Regions from separate parts of the Hordeum vulgare genome. Here region 1 is linked to region 2. A link is a contact called in public Hi-C data. All regions are on one chromosome and are shown on one strand. The core of a region is the stretch at or near the end of the contact, and the rest is flanking DNA. Distances in the headings are between cores, read along the strand shown. Region 1 holds the start of LOC123432196 (KH domain-containing protein At4g18375-like). Region 2 holds the start of LOC123432180 (vacuolar-sorting protein BRO1).

What was found. A called contact is a pair of places that touch in the nucleus more often than the background predicts.
Region 1: a contact with region 2 is called in a Hi-C map of leaf, with 3 times the contacts expected there. The contact joins the promoter of LOC123432196 here to the promoter of LOC123432180 in region 2. A contact is called at or near these places in 3 of 6 Hi-C or Micro-C datasets (leaf and seedling).

The regions. Positions count from the first base shown.
Region 1 is chr1H:300,768,895-300,776,461 of MorexV3_pseudomolecules_assembly, forward strand. It overlaps LOC123432196 (KH domain-containing protein At4g18375-like), which reads right to left and starts at 2,806. Exons shown (of 8, transcript XM_045115375.1): 1 at 2,470-2,806; 2 at 438-1,065; 3 at 1-49. The coding sequence starts at 1,061.
Region 2 is chr1H:300,585,873-300,593,300 of MorexV3_pseudomolecules_assembly, forward strand. LOC123432180 (vacuolar-sorting protein BRO1) reads left to right here and starts at 6,088. Exons shown (of 8, transcript XM_045115374.1): 1 at 6,088-6,851; 2 at 7,381-7,428. The coding sequence starts at 6,183.

The DNA of each region.
Region 1 (7,567 bases), core at 1,556-4,055, 180 kb after region 2:
TAGATATCTCGTAGAGAGCTTTTCTTACAAGAGAAGCTGCACCAGATATCTGAAATGATTCAAGCAATTACGCATCAATAGTATTCACGTCTAAATATAATAAAGCACACAAAAAGTGCATGTTGTACTGACAAATATCTTTTTAACTTAACTGGCAAATATCTTGGTAAACTATAATCTAAAAATAAACTACGTGATATATCAATTAAGCCATGCCAGATACCAAACTCTAAAATCCGATCATTTAGGAATTTAACAAGGAATATAAACATAATGGAAAACTTCTATAGTAAAACAAATTGATACAGCAGAGTAATGAATCCAAATCTAGCTAAATGAAACCAATACAAAAGTCCCTGGAGATCAATACAAGCAAAAGGCATTACAAGCCGGAACACAACACAGCAAAGGATATTTTGCTACTAAAACAAATTTACCTGCACCAATTCATCACTCTTAAGTGCGCACTGAGGAAGGTTTTCGGATGGTAAGACACGGATCCCTGCGCCAGTATCATTTCGCAGTTGTTGTATAATAGAGCCGCCCTTTCCTAGCAGGCAGCCAACTTGATTGCCTGGAACCAAAATTCGAGCAGTCACATGACCAGCAGTTTCAGAATTCTCACAGATAACTCCATCGTTGGGATCTTCATCAGCAGCAATCTTATCATGTATCTTCAACAATGCATCTTGAGCAAAACAATGGGGCTTCATGTTCTCTAAGCCATCAATATTATTTTGAATAGCTTCAACAGCTTGTTTGGAGTTATTTTGGTAATCAAATATAATAATTACTCTCTCATCTGCACCAGGAATAGAATCAGCAACCCGTATCTTTGCTTTAGTCTCATCTCTAAGGGCGTTAACAACATGACCACCTCTCCCCAAGATACCGCCTATCTTGTTTCCTGGGCACAATATCCTGTAAACGGTTTCTATTGGCTGAGAGGACATAGGTCCGTCATCCTGCCTGTAGTTTAGCCGTTTCCTCTTTCCATCATCAGAATTGAAACGAGTCCTCTTTTTGGAAGTACTTGGATTGTGTCTTCTAGAGTTATCCATCAGTCTGCATAAAAAAAGGCCCATCAATATAAAGAAACTGTAAAGTAGCACGGAAGGTGTGGGGCACCCTCGATTCCATTACTCCATTAGCTGTCTGATTATGACACATGTATAACCTTCTTGCTTGTGCGTACCTCAAAATTGAGAAATTACTGATAAATGCTTATGTTGCTAGGCCTACGGTAAACTGCTGTAGGTTGTTTACAAGTGCAAGAAAAGGTATATATTTTTGTAGTCAAATGACTGTTTTCAGGTAGGTTATCAGATTCAAATCTATTAACTGTACTAAACTAGTAAGATCCTCACGGTTTCATCCAGAGCTCCCGCCTACTGTATTTCATTCAAATGAAACACTGCCAAAATGTAATTGGCACAAATAAACGTGGCGCATGTAACACTGCATAAACGGAGTATTAATCAGGAGTACTTTGGAGTTTGGAGTGCAAATCCAGTGTAAGAATTAGTCATAGTATATATCAAAGTGGCAAAAGGACATGTAATTTGAACGAATAACGAAAGCTAGCACTCAAAGATGAAATATACAGAGGGCATAATGGTGATAAATGACTTAACATCGTAACATAGCTTTGCAAGGGAAAGGTAAAACGGCATAAAATTTAACCAACCATAATTTCATAGAGATCATCAGTACACAATCATAATTCTGTCAGTTTATGGATGCAAAGATGTCCTAGCTTTAGAATGATAAAAGGATTGTTAGGCAACTGGAAAGATAAGGCTTGAATCTATAGTATATACTCCTAGTAAGGCCAAATATCCCTAGCAAGCAAAAAAAGGCATCCTAGCATATGGGACTTGCAGCAGCTCCATGTGAAGTGAAATCTGCAGTAACTTGGCTTTGCATCCATAAGTGGCAAAAAAGAATTGATAGTGATAATAATAGCATGTCAGCCCGCCACATACAGCGACATGCCAAATTCACTAACACATAACCAAATAAGCAAACAGGTGCGCCAAATTGACCTAGCCCTTTTTCAGCACGCTTACATATGAGTTGAAGAAACTCCGCAGATATACTAGGTCACAAGAACAACCAAAAATCGACAGTATGACCTCACTTATCGGCTCATTAACTCATCCAGCCATGAAATTTTGTTTGGGCCTGGATTCAGAAAAGGCGCCAGATTGACCACACAAGTCCAGGCGTGTGGGCAGAATTGCTCACACGCACAGCTTCACTCACACCCATCTAAGCAAAAGAAGCAGTATGCACTCCCCCCCCCCCCCCACCCCCCTCGAGAAAATCTCCATCCTTGGGGACCGACATATCGCATAGCAAACCTAGTTTCTACTGCCGGATCTAGATGGCGCGCCGGCCGTTGCGCCCAAAATTCGCGGAGGCTTAATGAGGGTGAGAGAAACTCACTGGATAACAAGAAGCTCGTACCTTTAAAACCAACGACGAAGATGGCGGCGGCGGCGGCGGCGGCTGGGGGATACGGCAGGGCCGCGGTGCCGCGATAAGGTTGGAGGCGGCGACGCGCGTGACAGGGGTGGGTGGGGTAGTGGGGCTCAGGGGTGTGAGGCGTGGGCGGCGCCACGGGAAGGCGGCAGCTGGAGCTAGGGCTAGGGCACCGGGGAAGAATAGGAAATTTCTCAACGGGACGGCGGAGAGGAAAAGTCGCTGTGGGAAGAGATGGATTTTGACGGGGACGGGGAAGACGAAAGGAAAAGAAAAGAATTTTTTTTATCCTCATGAATTCATAAACAGGTGCACTGCGCATGACATAGGGCAACGCTACACGTACGTATTTGTACTACGGAATTGATAATTACGGGATGACGTGGCCTCACTTGGTTGGTTATTACCGGGCCACGGAGTAAGGCCCTCCGCTATGTTCTTGGTGAGTTCTGAAAAGTATGTCACGTACATATTCATGTCAAATATAAAAATAATAACATCCCATCGATTTTAATTCAGGCCCACATATATATTTCTCCCTAATAATAAAGCAAATAGGATTTCTGGTCGTCCGTCAAGTTATTTACCCCTAGAGTTCGCAGGAATTACGCCCCTATGCCATCCGTAAGTGGAAAAAACGATACGGTTTATTTAAAGTCACTAGAGTGACGGTTAACTTATGCAGAAAGTTATTTGATTTGAAACCACATGCATGCTGGCAACTTACTGGTTGGGGCCTTCCACTCCCACACAGCGAACCCGGGTTTGATGCCCACTTCTCCCCTTTCTTCCTTTTCCTCTTTTCTCTTGATTTTATGTGTGCATAAGATAGACCAGCCTCGCCATCTTATCCGATGGGCTACACTATTTTTAATTTCGTCCCAACTATTTTCTACTTAAACTTTTTTGGCAGATTCAAGTATTTTCAAAAATATTCATTCCTTCTAAATGCTAACTTGAAATTTAGAAAGTTATATATGAAAATCACTGAAAAATGTGTACATTCCAGATATGATATTATCTTGCAAGATAATCATATCTAAAATTATTTTTAAAATATGTACGGGTAACACATTATTTTTAGGTATCACTAAAGAGGAACACCACAAAGAAGTGAATTGATATCGGCAACTCGGTGATATTTTTATTATGTACTAAACTGGACACAACTTTCGTTATTTCAAAAATCATCCCACCTTTATATTTGTGCACAACATCACTTATCATGTTGTTTCTCATATGGTATTGTGAATGATTTTTCATATGATTTTTTATGTCGTTCAGTGTGTATGAAGGATGATTTATTTTCTCACGTTGCAACGCACGGGATGTATAAAGTAGTAATAGATCAGTCCAAACCACTCTTTCCAACCATTGTTTCACTTTAGAAAGTACATTGATGCACATAGTTTTATGGAAAAGACTACGTGTCCATCCGATCGATGTCTACATATTATCCGTCGCCTCGACAACGGTTGGATGCCCGGGTTGATAGTCATTCCATCTAGTGTCCGCGCCACGCATGCCCGCTCGTTGTTTCCCACAACAAGCGCTCTATTGTAGAAACTGGAGACTCTTCCTCAGCATCGACACAGCTGCATCCCGTGCGGCGTCGCCGCCAACCCACCGCAAAATCAGCCTGCCGTCGGCATGCAGGAGCTAAACTGAAGTTTCTGAAACACTATGGCACACCATATCGCACGTGAGATGGTTGGATCTGACGCAAATCGAGCTAACTGGCGAGCCTTGCTTTGAGAACACGCGCGACCATCGTTCTCAGCTTCGAGCGTCGTTGTGGGGGTTCCACCGCGTGTTGGAGTTTCCTCTTGGTTCACAAACCCCCATGTGGTGTTTCCTGAAACTACTTCGAGCAGATGGCACCGGAAAACCTCGGTTAGTTTCTGAAACATGATCTTTGTTTCACTCTAAAAAAGTCATGAAACCCTGTGTAGAAAGCATATGTATCTCTCACACATCAATCAACAAATATGTCATATGTTCTGCTTGATGTTTCTGTTCTGATTGATGTATCTCTACAACCCTAGTATTTATGAATCATGACAATGTTGATGTATCTCTGAAACACTAGTGTATTCTGAATCATGACATTGTTCTGTTTGTTATATCTCTCAAACACTAGTGTTTATGAATTCCTTGCAAGTGTAAGCCAGAAACAAAAACATAAAGAAATTGCGTTCATTACCTATCTTGTTGATTAAATGGAGAGATAAATTGACAAGATAAAATATGGATTTTCTGTTGATTTCTTATCTTGTTGATTCCATGGAGAGATTAAATGACTGTTGCACAACAACTCTGTTGCGGGAACATGGAACTGAAGGGGTGGAAACTATGTCCAAGGCAAATTTCTGTTGGTGGTGGTGAAGACTCGCACAAGCTGTTGTTTGCTGAAGATGCAGTCCAAGATGATTCAAATGATGGAGATGTTTCGTCGCAGCCACTGCCGCCCTATGTTGGGATGGTGTTTCATACAATCGACGATGCTCCAAAATTCTACAACAACTATGCCTTCAAGTTGGGGTTGATGACACATATATCTACTTCAAAATTCACCGAGAAGAGAGGTGGGGAGAAAGAGGACGCAATACGTATAACGATGGTCTTTGAGTGTGTGCATGCTAGAAAGCCCGTTAAAACGGAAACGAACAGTACATCAGAGAGCATTGCAACGGGAAACAACAACTCTAGTAGGCAGCCTAGTGAAGGGATGGATGTTACAAGATAACGTCAAAAAATAGGATGCTCTGTCATGATTGTAAGGCGCATATGATTGGTGTGCTATGGGAGGAGAGATGGATAGTGACTTGCTTTGTTGCAGAGCATACACATCCATTGATGGAACAGTCGAAGCGTGTTAGGTACTACCGCTCGCACCGCAGCATATGTGTCGAGGATTACCAACTCTTGTTAATGTTGCATGATGTGAACCTCTCAAATTTAGATTGCATGGGTGTCCTTGGTAGGATCCATGGAGGTGACACTAGGTTACTCCCGTATGTGAAGAGAGATGTTACAAATGGACGTGCAAAGCTCCGGAAAGGGTTAACATTTCGAGGCATGAATATGACGATGAAGTGCTTTGAGAGGAGGAAGACTGAGAATTCGGAGATTTTCTATGCAAAGTAACAAGATCGTGCAACAAACTGAGTGACTACCTTAATTTGGGTTGATGGGAGAACAAGGGCACTGTACCCGAAATACAAAGATTGTGTATTCTTTGATACAACCTTCTACACCAACAGATACAACATGCCATTTGCTCCTATAAATGGTGTAAACAACCACATGCATGCAATTGCACTCGGATGTGCCTTGTTGTCGGATGAGACTATTGAAACATTTAAGTGGGTGTTTCAGCAATGGATGCTTGCGATGGATATCGAGCATCCTACCAACATCATGACTGACCAGGACCAAGCTATGGCAACAACCATTGATCAGGTTTTCCCAAACACTTGCCATAGGTGTTGCAAGTTTCATGTGCTTAGCAATGTGTGGTCCAAGTCGGGAAGGTTGTTGAGCAGAGACGAGGCATTTGCAGATGTGTTTTACACTTGTATCAACCAATCCAAAATTATTGAGGAATTTGAGGAAACATGGTAGCACATGTTGCATTGCTTTGAAGTGGTTGAGAACAAACATCTCAAGAATATGTGGCGAACAAGACACACGTGGGCTCCAGCATATTTCAAGAACAAATTATTCATGTTCACGAGCACAACATGTAGGTGTGAGGATCCCAACTCATAATTCAAGAGCCTAATTCGACCCGTTGATATTGTTTGGAGGTTTGTGGTGCTTGATCATGAGGATAATGATGTATTCACTGGTGAAGCAACAGCTCCGCCACTATACTCTCGGTACATATACTTTTGAGCTTTAACAAAAAAAATCAAAAAGAAAAGAAAAAACGTTGTTGTCGGGCCTAGTCTCTGTGTCATTTGGTTTCTCACCTATTTCTTATGATGTTGCAGGTACAACATTGAGCACCAAGCTGCTGCTTACTACACCTGCGACATGTTTGGTAAGTTTCACAAACAGGTGATTGCATCTACCGGCTTCATTATCAACCAATACACTCATTACCAAGGACAAGGCCTCTTGTTTGAGATAAAAGCAAGCTCCTATGAGAACCCAAAGCTATATTATGTGCGTGTTATGATGGATGAAGGGTGTTTGAATGTAGCTGCCACTACTTTGAGATAAATGGGCTGATTTGTGAACACATAATATGGGCAATGGTTCATCTCAATGTCCAAGTAATTCTGCAGCAATACTTGCTCGAGAGGTGGTCTGAAGCAGCCACAACAAGCATGGGCAGGACTGGCCGGTTGTTGGACTTCAGACATCCCTCGACGAACACCGTGAAATACAACTCTTTGTGTTGAAGGTTGACATGGCTTGCCTCTAATGCATGTTGCAATGATGATGCCTACATAATATTAGATGATGCAATAAAAGTTCTTGAGCATGTCATAGCAGCGGTGAAGAGAGGAGCACTGCCCGATCAACAAGCAACACAACAGAGTGAACACCCAACAAAACTCGTTGTAGCAACGGTAACAAGAATGATGACATGCAACAACAACAAAGCCCGAATATGCTACAAAACCCAGCTCATGCCCCTAAAAAAGGCCGACCGACTGATAGAGAGAACATAAAGAAGGCTTTGGTAGAGAAGTGAGATGATGAATAAAAGAGGAAGGCAAAACAACAAGAGAAGAAAGCAACGACAACAGGAAAGGAAAAAAGCTCCAAAAAGGACTATTCGCTGCAAGCACTACAACGAACAAGGAAACAACATTCAGACATGTGGCGCCCTAAAAGTTGCAATGAAGGTAGCAGAAGCACCCCCAAAATGCCAATTTTGCTCTGGGGTTGGACATGCAATACAATATTGTCAATACTTGAGACTCGTGATGGCAAATAATCCAAAAATTATCCAAGTGACGTAGCTGAAGCTATAGAAAAGAACTGACAAACAGAGGGAGATTCTCCAACAAACAGTTTTTTGAACAAAAAAATCTACGAGTAAAACAAAGTTGTAGTTGCTCCGTGTGTG
Region 2 (7,428 bases), core at 4,838-7,337:
CTTTGTGTGCGTAGGAAATTTTTTGTTTCCCATGCAACGTTCCCCAACAGCTTCCTCAAATGCCCGAGGTCTTCATGAGCAAGCAAGTTGGATGCACACTCCACTTAGTTTCTGTGGAGATTTCATACACTTATAGCTCTTGCGCATCATTTTCATGGCAATCCCTACTACTCGCATTGATATCTATCGACGAGCATCCCCATAACTCATTGGTACACCTAGTTGATGTGAGACTACCTTCTCCACTTTTACCCCTTTGAAACCTACCACCATATTCTATTCCACCATTATGCTATGTCCAATGGTTTGCGCTCATGTATTGCATGAAGAATAAAAAGTGGATGCATATTGAAAAAGTACGACCCAATCGTCTGACTTGGACACCGTGGTGCTTGACATGTGTATTAATGCGGTGAAGATGGAGTCATGCCTTTTCTAATATAATAAAGATGGATGGGGGTAAAACAACCTTTGAGGATCGTATACTTTGGAAAATTAATGATTTGCTGCTTATACCTATAAGTATTGATGTATTAATATTTGTTAATTCATCGTTTCTCAATGAGAATACATGCATAAGGTTACATCATGGACAACATGTCACATCAAAAATTCTGTTTTTATCATTTACCAACTTGAGGACGGACATGAATTAAGCTTGGGGATGCTTGATATGTCTCCAATGTATCTATAATTTTTTATTGTTTCATGCTGATATATTATCATCTAGAATAATTTTGGGGTATTTATTTACCAATTATATTATTTTTTAGCACTAACCTATGACCCACTGCCCAGTGCCAGTTGTTGTTTTCTGCGTGTTTTTCACTTTTCACGTTTTCCATACCAAAACGAAGTCCAATTTCCCTGAAACTTTTTGGTGATTTTTTCTAGACCAAAAGAAGACCAACGAGGATCGAAATAAGGCTGGAGGCCTCACGAGGGGCCCACAAGCCAACAAGGTACGACCTAGGGGCCCTGATGGCTTGTGACTCCCACATGGCCCTCCCAACTCCGTTCTTTGGCTTATAAATTCTCATGTACCCTAAGAACACCAGAGGGAGTCCTGGACACTTTTTACGTAGCCGCAAGTCTCTGTTCCTACGGGAGGCTATCCCGAGCTCCGTTCCGGCACCCTACCAGAGGGGGATCAATCACGGAGGGTCGCTTCATAAACCTTGCTACCCTCACGATGATGTGTGAATAGTTCACCACAGACCTACGGATCCATGGCCAGTACCTAGATGGCAATCTCTCTCTCACTTTGATCTTCGGTACAATGATCATCGCATCTTCGCTTTGATCCATATGATGTAATTCCTTCTGTGCGGTGCATTTGTTGGGATTTGATGAATTGTTGGTTTATGTTCAGATTATTCATCATAAATATTTGAGTCCCCTATGAATACTTATATGATTTTTATGTGCATGATTTTGATAGCTTCATAATTCTCTCTGATTTATTCAAATAGTTTGGCCAACTAGATCGATATTTCTTCGATGAGAGAGGTGCGTTGTGGTAGGTTCAACCTCGCGAATTTCTATATCCCAGTGACAGAAGGGGACAAGATGCGTCTTTGTGTTGCTGCTACTAAGGATAAAACTATGGGGTTTATTCATATTGCTTGAGTTTACTTTGACTACATCATGTCATTGTTCTCCATGCATTACTCTATTTTACTTGATACTCTAGATGCATGCTGGACAACGCTCGATGCGTGGAGTAATAGTAATAGGTGCAGGGAGGAGTCGACCTATTTGTTTATGGATGTGATGCATGTATGCACATGATCATTGTCGTGAATATCGCATAACTATCAGCTTTTCTGTCAATTGACCAACAGTAATTTGTTCACCCACTGTATGCTATTATTCATGAGAGATGCCATTAGGGAAAGCTATGGCCCTTGGGTCTATTCACAACCTATTGATAAAACCTTCATTACCTTGCTGTCATTTACTTGTTTTTATTTTATCTTGCTATCTACAATTATCTACACACCTCACTTCCTTGTAGTGCCCCTTCTCTCTTTATCTCTCATTTATTTTTCTTTTTTCTTTCTTCCTTTTTTCTTTTTTCTTATTCACCTTTTCCCCTTCTTTATTTCTTTTATTTTTCGTCCGGAGTCTCATCCCCACTTGTGGGGGAATCATAGACTCCATCATCCTTTCCTCATTGAGACAGAGCTCTAGTAATGATGATAATCACATTTTTATCTACTTACAAATGGATATAACAGCTCAATGATGATAGAAGAAATGACTCTATATGAATGCCTCTCGCAGTGTACCGGAATATGCAATGATCTAGCGTAACATGTAAATAATGATGAATGGTGGCTTTGCCATGAATACTATGTCACCTTCGTGATGATGCAAAGCAAGATGTTGATGAACACATATAATCATGTGATCTAAAGGTGGATGTTGCATGCCAATATATCTCAGAATGGCTATGGAAATGCCATAATAGGTAGCTATGGTGGCTGATTTAAGGAAGATATAAGGAGGCTCGTGTGTGATAGAGCGTATCACGTCATGGGGTTTGGATGCAACGGCGAAGGTTGCACCAATCCTCGAGGTGAGAATGGGCAATGCACGATGTCGAAGAGGCTAGCAAATATGGAAAGGTGAGTGTACATACATCCATGTATTTGCATTAGTCATAAAGAACTCATGTGCTTATTGCAAAGCCGTATCGGCTCTTTTCAAAGCAAAGTACTGTCGCATGCCCCTAGGGGGAGGTTGGTAGGATTTTACCATCACACGCCCGCGACTTGAACAACAGTAGAATGTCAACTAGGAATAAAAATGCTCACACATCATCATCATGTCATAACCAATATCTAGATGAACGACAAGTAAAAAGCTTTAATTATTGATAATTCTACTAACCAACAAACATGTACTCTTGCCCTTTCATGTTACTACATCAATATCATTAACCCACGAATTCTCTTTTATGTTCTACATGAAAGTTTTTATTATATCGTCCTTGGATACCTATCATTTTGGGACTATTCTTATAACCCATGCAAATTACCATTACTCCGTATTTAGACTCTCAGAAACATTTAAGTGAAGCACGAGAGTGCAATTATTTCTATACAATCTACATGCCACCGTGCTCTAAAAGATACGAGTGAAGTACTAGAGCAACTGTTTAGCTCAAAATATATAAGTGAAGCACATAGAGTATTCTAACAAATCATGATGAACATGTGCCTCTCTTAAATAGGTGTTTCCAGCAAACAATGATTATGGCAAACTAAAGCACAAGTAAACTATAACACACTACACTCCAAGCAAAATACATATCATGTGATGAATACAAATATAGCTCCAAATGACTTACTGATGGAATGGAGACGAAAGAGGGGATGCTTTCTGAGGCATCCCCAATCTTAGATGCTTGAGTTGTCCTAGGATATTACCTTAGGGTTCCTTGGGCACCCACAAATTTAGATGCTTGAGTCTTCCTAGGATATTATCTTGGGATTCCTTGGGCATCCCCAAGCTTAGGGTCTTGCCGCTCCTTATTCCTCCATCCATCGTGATCACAACCAAAACTTAAAAGCTTCAGCACACAAAACTCAACAGAAACCTCATGAGATTCGTTAGTATAATAGGCAAATAATAAACTTTAGGTACTGTTATAAATTGATACATATTTGATTATTGCATAAGGTATTGTATTCTAACTTCTCCATGACTTATACCCCCCAACATAATCCATATCATCCTCAAAACAAGCAAATTATGTAAGCAAAAACAGAATCTGTTTAAAACAGAACATTTTGTAATTGTCAGCACTAAAACCATACTTTTGTAACTTCAAAAATTCTGTAAAATTTGAGCACCTTGGAAATTTGATATCAATGTTGCATAAAAAGTTCATATCAACAAGACGTTCTAGCAAATCAGAGAAATTCTGCAGTGGACATAAAAGTTTCTATTTTTGCACATGATCAAATCTACTATCATCCAAATCATCCCAAAGGCTTTACTTGGCATAAAATTAAACATAAAGATACAATCATAAGAGTAGCAATAATCATGTCAACACAAATTAACAAAAAATAGAACACAAAATTTAAGATAAATATCAGGTTGCCTCCCAACAAACGCTATAGTTTTATAGCCCTAGCTAGGTATAATGCATAGTATCAAGTGATATCATTTTTATCGTCCACTTTAGCTACCTTAGCTGGACTCTTATCGGACCCGGGAGGTTCCTTAATGTTACTCATAACTTCTCAATGTGAAGTCACCAATTTCTCTTGGGACTCAAGTTTTTTATTGGAATTAGTGAGAAAGAATTCATGGGATGAAGGCTAGGGCCTAGGGTTTTGATAGGTTCGTTAACTTTTTGTATCACACTTATATTTTTCTACAAATCTCCTAATTTTCCTAATATTTGGACCCCTTCATGTGTAAAAGAGGAGATTTGAGGTAGTGGATGGGTTCATAAAACCTAAAGCCTAAAGCCTAAACCCTAATCAGCACAAGAATCTAATTTGAGGTAGTGGAGGGGTTCATAAACCCTAAAACCTAAACCCATGTTTTTTCTAATATTTTGGATCACTTCATGTGTAATAGACAAGTTCTAGACTTTGCTTATGGACGTGATGCAGGCAGGAGTGGGTCTACTTTGTATTGAAGATCATAGAGAGAGAGAGATAGCCATCTATGTACTAGATACAGACCCATAGGTCTGTGGTAGACTACTCACACAACATAATGAGAGTAGCAAGGTTGATATAGAGGTCTTCCGTGATTGATCCCCCCTCCGTCAGGGCACCAGAACAGGGCTCCAGATGGGATCACGGCAGAACAGAGACTTGCGGCGATGAAAAAATTATTTCGGGTGGCTCTCCGGTGTTTTCTGGATTTTAAAGAATCTATAGAGGCGGAGTTAGGCCAGGAGGATCCATGAGGTTGCCCCAAGGCATAGGGCGCGCCCTATTGCCTTGGCACCGCCTCGTGCGGCCTCCAACCTCCCTCTGAAGCTTCCAGGTCTTATTTTTATGCAAAAAAATATCAGAAAATTTTATGGCATTTAGACTTCGTTTGGTATTGATTTTCCGAAAAGCCAAAAAACACGCAGAAAACAACAATTGACACTAGGCACTGGGTTAATAGGTTAGTTTTCAAAAATGATATAAAACAACATATAAATGCATATAAAGTATGGGCAGTGCTATGCGTTCGTCGGATGATAAACCGGTTAGATCGGCCGCCTCAGCAGTGGTCAGATGCCGCCCGAAACAATCATCCAAAATACCGTCCCAGGCAACTTAGGACGTTTGCAACAGCTAGCTTGTTGCGCTCACGGGCTTTACAACAAGGATTGGTCCACCAACATAACGTCGCTGCCCCGCCATGGCCTGAGCGCCTAGGCCATGAAGCACCACCGAATGCAAGAGTTGTAGCACTTTCTCTAACCCGACACCCAAGTAGTTGCCTCTACTGAAGCACAACAACGACGAGATCTCACGCAGGGCATTCCTCTAGCGATTTCTGCAACCAAAGCTATGTTTGTGAAACATCTGTTGTGTTGTAATGCTTGTCCTCGTAGGCTCTAGCGCTAAAGCTCCTCCACCGCTTTGTGTAACCAAAGCTATGTTTTCAAAACAAGACCCCTCTTACATAAGAAAAAAAATATACATCGTGGAACCATTTTCTTCTCCAAACACGACCTGTGTTGAAAAAACCTATTGAAACAATAGGCTTGTTGAAAAAAGAAATACCGGCTACGCGGGATTTGTGGCTAGCACAAGTGCTCGATCAATAACAATTAGACGGCGAATAATGTGTGTATATGAGCCGGCTGAAGGATATCATTTTCCTAAATGTATGCAATAGTTAGTTTTGAATGGCCGGCTTTCCGATCGATGTCGGCGCAAGATGGCCTTAACCACGACCGCGTTCCGACCCAGACAGCGTCGCGTGTCCCGGTCATCCTCTCGTGAGTCGTGACTGAAGCACCCAGCGCCCAAACGCGGCGAAGCATCCCTCCGCTCACTGTCAGCGGGCCCCGGCCGCAAACTCCCCAGTCTATAGTCTCTCCAACGCGACAACTTCCAACTCCCCCCAAAATTTCTTCACCTCGAAGCAATTACCCCCAACCCCCAACCTCGATCCCCTCCTCCGCCGCCCTCCCCTCCGGCCACCGCGCCCCGATGGCGGCCAACGTCATGCTGGCGATCCACGAGAAGAAGGCCGCGGCCGTCGACCTCTACCGCCCGCTCCGCCAGTACATCGCCTCCGCCTACTCGGAGCGCGACGCGGCCACCGCCGACGACGACCTCTGCGCCGTGCGCGACCTCCGCGCCGCGGCCGTCGAGAGCCCCTGCCTCCCGGACTCCTCCTCCCTCGAGCAGCGCCGCGCCGCGCTCCTGGCCTACGCCCGCGCGCTCGCCCTCGTCGAGCCCCGCTTCCCCATCTCCCCCGACCGCGCCCACGTCCACTCCCTCTCCTTCACCTGGCACGACGCCTTCAAGACCAACAAGAAGGTCAGCCTGCCCTCCGTCCACCTCGAGAAGGCCGCCGTGCTCTTCAACCTCGGCGCCGTCTACTCGCAGATCGCGCTCGCCGCCGATCGCACCACCGACGTCGGGATCAGGACCGCCTGCGGCGCGTTCCAGAGCGCCGCGGGGGCCTTTGCGTGGCTCAAGGAGAGCGGGGTCGCTGCCAAGGCCGTAGCCGCGGGGGCCACCACCGTCGATGTGACGCCCGACTGCGCGGGGATGCTGGAGAAACTCATGCTCGCGCAGGCGCAGGAGTGCTTCTTCGAGAAGGTCATAGCTGGCGGGAAGCCGCCCGCGCTATGCTCCAAGGTGGCGCGCCAGGTCTGTGCCTACTGTTCTATTCTATCAACTTGTGATTATCTCAGGGTATTGACGAGTCTAATTAAAACTAATAGAGAGCTCGGGTTGTTACCTTCTGCACTCGTTTTTACAACAACACTATAATTAGCACCCATAAGTGAATTTGAACACTATAATATGATGTAGTTTGGGGAATTTGTCTAGTCAAGTCTTGACAATTATTGAGTTTTACTATGCTGAACACCATGTTAGTGCAGTATGTTTATCCTGATATTATGACCAACCTGATAACTCGTGCCGTGATTAAATCATTTGTTTTACAACAAATTTTGATAAAGACAATCATGTATGATCGATTTCCCCGCTTTCCTTTGTCTCATATTTGCAGTAGAGATTTTTTTCTTAATCTAATCCTGCTAGATTTGCTTGTTTTGGCAGAATTCGCATGTTGATGCTTTACAGTTAGCTCAGCTTCATGATACCACATTCCTTCGCATTTCTGTAACTTTGATTTCAAATGTGCCATCTGCCTTACTTGTCGTGCTTTCAGGTGGGCGTATTCTATGAAGAAGCTTATGCAGCTCTCTGTGCACCTCCT